2 separate regions of the Zea mays genome follow, and region 2 is linked to region 1. Evidence: chromatin contacts called from public Hi-C data. All regions are on one chromosome and are shown on one strand. The core of a region is the stretch at or near the end of the contact, and the rest is flanking DNA. Distances in the headings are between cores, read along the strand shown. Region 1 has its middle 42 kb from the start of LOC100857041. Region 2 holds the start of LOC100857041.

Region 1 (3,014 bases), core at 243-2,742:
ATAAAACACTCGGCAAAGAATATGGCACTCGGCAAAGAGCCAAATTCTGGTAGTGGGTGGGTCGCGAGGCCTCCCTAATAAAAATATTTTTTTTGCTATTTTTAAAATCCGTTTTATGTTTCCTGGAAACGATTTTCACTCGCAGTTTTATTACGCCGACCGTCAGTGAAAATCGATTTTCACTGGCGGTTCTCAGTTACCCGTATGTAAAAATGATGATTTCTACTGGCTCCTAGCACTGGCGGTTACGAAAAACGCCACTGTAAATAGGTTTACAACCGCCACTATAGAGCTTATGTGTACTAGTGGTATTTGCGTTGATAATTCTTTGACTTCTTCTGGTCGGACTAGAGACTTACCATATGCTGGTATGTCCATGCAAACTGTCATGATGTCACATTTTTCTTTGGATCTTTTGTATGTGTTTTACTCGTCATGCACTCATAGTCATAGATACATTGTTTATTTTCTTTTTCACTCATCTTAACAAGAAACGCTTTTGTGGATATACATCTACCGGTTCTTCTTTCTCTGGTACAGTCTTCGTGAAGTGTTCCTAGCTTCACCTCTGCGCTGACGATAGCACACAACTCCTCGTTAATATTATCACATGGTAGCTTCTTGAATGCAGATTTAACTAATGAGTCACTCTGTGTGCTCTTGCTCTTTGTCTAGATTGTCTATGTGCGCATTAGTGTTTTATGAGGTGTGACGCACAGGTTAAGGGCTCCTTTTACTTGGTGCGTGGTAGATGAAGGGATCCTATGAGGTGGAGGAGTTGAAGGGCTTCTATATGCGGAGAGCCTTGTGGTGAAGGAGCCCTACCTACCTACCTTATTTCAACAAAACTTGAGCTTAGAACGGCTTCTAAAAGATCTCAAACGAAAAATCTGTACGTCTAGTACAAAGATGTATAAATCACATAGTTGTCTCTAATATCTTCTATATAAAATTTATATTCATCTAACTTAATATGAAAAAAGTTATGGCATTTTTATATAAGATAGAAGGAGAGACCACTTTAACGTGTAGATCTACGGCCATGTTAGCAAAACCACTCTGAAATGGTTAAGGGAAAATATATATATGAGCAGCACATAGATCCATCGTCGCTCCAATACTATGCAGCCGCCCTGGTCCAGTGCATGCAGAAACCGGCGGCCTTGCAAGTTGCAGACTGCCTCCCCTTTGAAGGACACCATGACGCGGCAGAGGCCAGAGCGCGGCGGAAGCTCCCAAGAGCACGTGGGTGCGTATAGCTGGGATAAGTGTCCGGTTGTGAGTGACAGGCAGTGGTCCGAGTCATAAAGACGTACGGGCGGCGGCACCGGCGTCGACGAGGGAGGGCAGGCGCGGCGTGTACGCAGCAGCCTGTCGCAATGGCAATGGCAATGGCAATGGCAATGGCAAATTGGCAACGGCAGGTGAACTCCACCAACAACAGACACCACCACACAAGCAGAAACGACAAGGACGCATCATGCATGCAGTGTGCCCTGGACGAGGGTTGAGGAGGCAAGTGGCTGGCTGTATTAGCGGTGTGTGGTGTGGTCCGTGCATGATGCAGCTCGTACTCGTGCATCTTTCGTCTGTGCTGTGCGTACTCCGTCGTTGTAGTAGCCCTGACAGAGAACTAAACAAAGATGCTTAGGGCTACAGCTTTCGGTGCCTACATGTCGGATCATGCATGCTAAGTAGATCGAGTCATGAACTCTCCAAATCAAGTTCGCTGAATAGTATGCATGTACTAGGCCTGAATTCCGAAACCAATATTTTAGCGTGCAATTTGCAGAGAGACTGACATGGATGGGTGCAATAATTTGCAGAGAGTTGGCGCCCACCGATCGATACACGGACAACAATGATCCACATGGTAGTTGCGTCTAACTCGTGATGGATCAACGAAACGAGTCCATTAAAAGCAAGTAATTAAGCAAGTGCTACGCACTACTCGAGTCACTGCACCATTCACCAGCGCATATATATTCCCAATCTCTTCACCACCGAGTACGCTTTCTCCTCGGAAGGCGACAACGTTCCTTCGCCTTTCTGACGGTGCATTCGTCCGTCTGGTGCTTTTCAGGGTCTTTTCTTTTCCCGCCCGGATCCCGGTGCTCTTCCCCTCCTTGAAAAATCTGGGTTCTTTATTTAACTACTGGTGCATTTCATTTGTGCTCTTTATTTTCTCCATATCCAATGATCTCTGATTCTTGTTTGTTTATTCATATCCAGGGGAGTTAGCATGAAGGTTGTAGCTAAGGGGAATATATTGCTACACTTTAGGCCTTCTCTGGTTACTTTAGTATTCACCCTAATCCACATGTATTGAGGTGTAAATTAAACTAATTTACACCCTAATCCACCTCAACACATGTAGATTGAGGTTAATACTAGAGTATCTAAACAAGGCCTTAGTGGTTAGTGCCGCGTAGAATTTTGATGATGTCAAGAGAAAACGTCGAGGTGAAAAAATGTCACTTACTTCACCAAATACAGCATTTCATAAGCAAAAATTTAGGACTTAGAACAATAATTGCACTATGATATGATTATTGTTGCCATGTATAGTAATTCACAGCATTTCTTTTCATCTATGCATAAATAATCCGCAAGGCACACAACTTCTCTGTTCTATTAACTATAACAAATATTCTCTGTCCTAAAATAGTTGACGTCATGGTATTCATGCAGTTCAAACTTTCTCAATTTAACTAGATCGATCTATAAAAGTTATTAGCAACATTTTTTTTTTATCTTCATATAAGTTTGCTATAAAAAATAAATTCAAAGATCTATGTAAATGATATTAGTTATGTACCATAAATATTGATATTTTTATATATATTTGGTCAAAGTTAAAAATGATTAGCTCTCCTCTTCGACGAAATGAGAACGCTAACTATGCTGGAAGAAGGGGTATGGATCGTTATCATCAGGTGTTGCCTCGCCTGCTTGCCCCATCGACCATGTTGCGTTTGCTCGTCGTTTCCATCATAGATTTGTACCGGAGAAAG
Region 2 (3,014 bases), core at 141-2,640, 42 kb before region 1:
ACACGAATAGAAAATACAATCTCCAGGAAGGAAAAATATGCCGTCCACGAAGAACTCTCAGGAATGTGTTGTGGGTTAATCTTAATCCACTATGTGATGATGATGTGGCTAACTTTTCCGTCTTAAGCAGTGAGCTTAACTACAGCTACCTTGGGACTTGGGTTGAGATACCGAGAGCTGAAAAGAAACCATATCACCAAGGACACGTATGACCCCGGCCCTCTCCTGTATTGTTTGTGAGGAAGAGAAAGCCAAGAGGAAACACCAGAGACTCGTGCTCCAATACCTATGCCTCCTAATTGGCCTTTATCCCTCTGAAACGAAGAAGTGCTTACTATTATATGTTTGGTTAAAAAAAGGGGGGGCTTTTTTCCATGAGTTGTCAGAATCACAAAATGAGCTGAAACACTGATCTGACGCTGTTTCATGTTTGGTTTCTTATATATATGCAGTAGAACGCATGAGCCCGACGAGAATTTTCCAGTTTTTTTTTTTTTTAAAAAAAGAACTCTATGGAGATATCACGTGCAATCACAAACTTTATGATGACACCCGAAATCCAGTACAAAAAGCCGAACGAAATTAATGGAAGAAAGAAGCAGAACGAACAGCAGAGGCCGAGTAACAGAGAGAGAGGGAGACAGAGAGAGAGAGAGCTGACCTCCCAGACGATGGAGCAGTCCTGGTTGATGCCTTTCTCGCCGCGCCGCGAGCAGACGGCGGCGAACGTGTCCGAGCCGTCGCCCCACAGGGTGCCCGACGTCCGCAGCACCGCCGGCACGGCGGTCTTGCGGTCGCCTGCGCCGTTCCCTTTCCGGTCCCTGTCCCTGTCCCTGTCCCTCCCCACCGAGAGTGACCGGGCCAGGCCCTGCAGCAGCGACGAGATCTGCCGCATTCTCTGGGACCGCTGCTAGCACAGATTAAAGAGCTCCTTCTCCTGGGCGGCGCGCGACGTGGCTGATGGAGAGCCGGCTCGGGAGTTCAGAGCGCCGGCCGGCTGCCGTGACGAGGGTGGACAGCAGGCCCGGCCATAGAGGACCTCTCTCTCTCTCTCTCGTCCCTTTGGGGTGAAGGGAGGAGCTTGGATTGGATTGGACGGGTAGAACTGGATCGAACAGGAAGAAGAAAAAAAAAGAGACGCTTCCAGACTACCACGCTAGCACGAGACGATCGAACAGCGTGTTCTTGGCAGCTAAGGAGATAGAGGGCCGGGAAAAAAAAGGTGGACCGAGGAAGGAAGAGTATCGGAGAGGGCCTGTGAATTGTGGTTTGAAGCGAGGTGAAAGCTTGGACGGAGCTTTTAAAGGAGATGGAGGAGGAGAGGAGGAGGAAGATGAGGTGGGAGGGAGAGCCGTGGGAGCAGGGGAAGCCGAGTCAACAAGCGCGGTGCCCGTCGCTTGCACAGCAACATTCCCTGGGTCTGGGTTGTGTTGTGTGTTGGGCGGGCACGGACTGGATCACTGGACGGACGGCACAGGCACGCACGCGGCTTCTCCCTCGTGTGTTGACGGACAGGATAGGCCCCTCAGGCTGGCATATCCATTCCTCCGCTTTCTGGTAACGACATGAACGGCCCGTTCTGGAATGTGCTTTTGTTGTAGGGTCTTTTTAAGACGTATGAATAGTGAGATCATAATTTCTATTTTTTTTGGGTTGGTATTCAGCAATTGTAATAAAACATATCCGCGGAAGCGTTGATATGCTTGTTTATCCGTCGCGTCCTGTACGTGCCAACTTATCGGAAAGGAGATAACATTTAATTAGTTATCTAAAGGCAGCGAGAATATTCAAATAGTGTCAGCAATGACCCACAAGAATGCATAGGTACATAGGTGTGTTTGTAAGAATATTCGTAGGATATATATACGAACGGAAACCTGCAATTTTGCACCTGGGTTTACGAACCTCCCTGAAACGCGGGAGCGTACGTACAGGATCGGAAGCCGACGCAGCAGCAGGCTGACATGGGCATGCCACCGCCCCGGCTGAAGAACACCGACCGGCGCTCCTACCACGCGTGGCACGAGGGAGATTCCCCGCGGCGAGCCCGGCCTGGAGGCCACACGAAGCGAGATACTTCTCTGTGCGACTGTGCCCAGCCGGCTCGGCTCGACGACCGGACTGGCCGGGTGCGTTGCTGTTGCGTCAACACCACCTGTTACTACCAGTCTACCACTACGAGCGGCGGTGCTCAATTAGGCGGTCACTCCTTTTCTCCGTTGATGCGACTGACACTGCGTTCACCGGCCGGCACCGGCAGCCGCGCCCGCTTTGATCCTCTCCGATTCGTCGTCGACGGGTGATCGATTCGTCGCCTCGCCTGGCCGCGTGTTGCGCGCGCCGCCCGCCCGATTCGGGCACGAGATCTTTCGCTGACCCCGCGACGACCGATGATGGCGCACATGCATGCAGATGCAGATGCCGATGCCGATGCCGATGCGGCCCTGCCTGCCCCAGCCCAGCTCCGTGTTGCGCGTGGGCATCTCATCTGCTTGCTGCTTGTACCTGTACCTGTACGTGCACGCAACCATCTCTCGTCAAAAGATGCACACACATGTCGCTTCGCATAAACCAATTACTTTAGATTTTAACTATATATATAAGAAAACATTAGAGTATCATTAGATACTTTTTTTTGTTACGATATACTCTCTCCGTTCTTTTTTATTTGTCATGTTTTAGTTTAAAAATAAACTATCCAGCGACAAATATTCGAGAACGGAGATATTATATTCGACAAATATAAGAGCAAACCCCGAATGAGATGATATTCGTCGACAAATATTCAATTTATACATGGACACATAAGCTACAAATCAATCATAAGAGAACTTGAGAAGTAATGCTCCATGATAAATACAAAGGGATTGACCAGATCCACACGACAAGTGGTGCATATATGAAGATTAGCCATATTGGACACTCAGTTGTGAAAACTCCAATCCATCATCTTTTCTTAAACAACATCCTTTGTGTTCCTAACACAAGTATAAGTCTTATTTCTACTTATCGCC

What was found. A called contact is a pair of places that touch in the nucleus more often than the background predicts.
Region 2: a Hi-C map of tassel shows a contact between it and region 1, with 2.1 times the contacts expected there. The contact joins the promoter of LOC100857041 here to the enhancer-like site in region 1. A contact is called at or near these places in 4 of 25 Hi-C or Micro-C datasets (endosperm, leaf and tassel) and 1 of 3 datasets of contacts at active chromatin or transcription factors (leaf).

Annotation. Positions count from the first base shown.
Region 1 is chr6:149,911,734-149,914,747 of Zm-B73-REFERENCE-NAM-5.0, reverse strand. No RefSeq gene overlaps it. Among protein-coding and RNA genes, the nearest start is that of LOC100857041, 42 kb to the left of the region's middle. Within about 2 kb of position 1,492, at least 18 of the 20 cell types and tissues checked have an H3K27ac peak or open chromatin away from gene starts, as enhancers often do. A contact at or near this core is called in leaf and tassel, where this site is marked.
Region 2 is chr6:149,953,934-149,956,947 of Zm-B73-REFERENCE-NAM-5.0, reverse strand. It overlaps LOC100857041, which reads right to left and starts at 1,390. Exons shown (of 4, transcript NM_001254912.2): 1 at 662-1,390. The coding sequence starts at 895.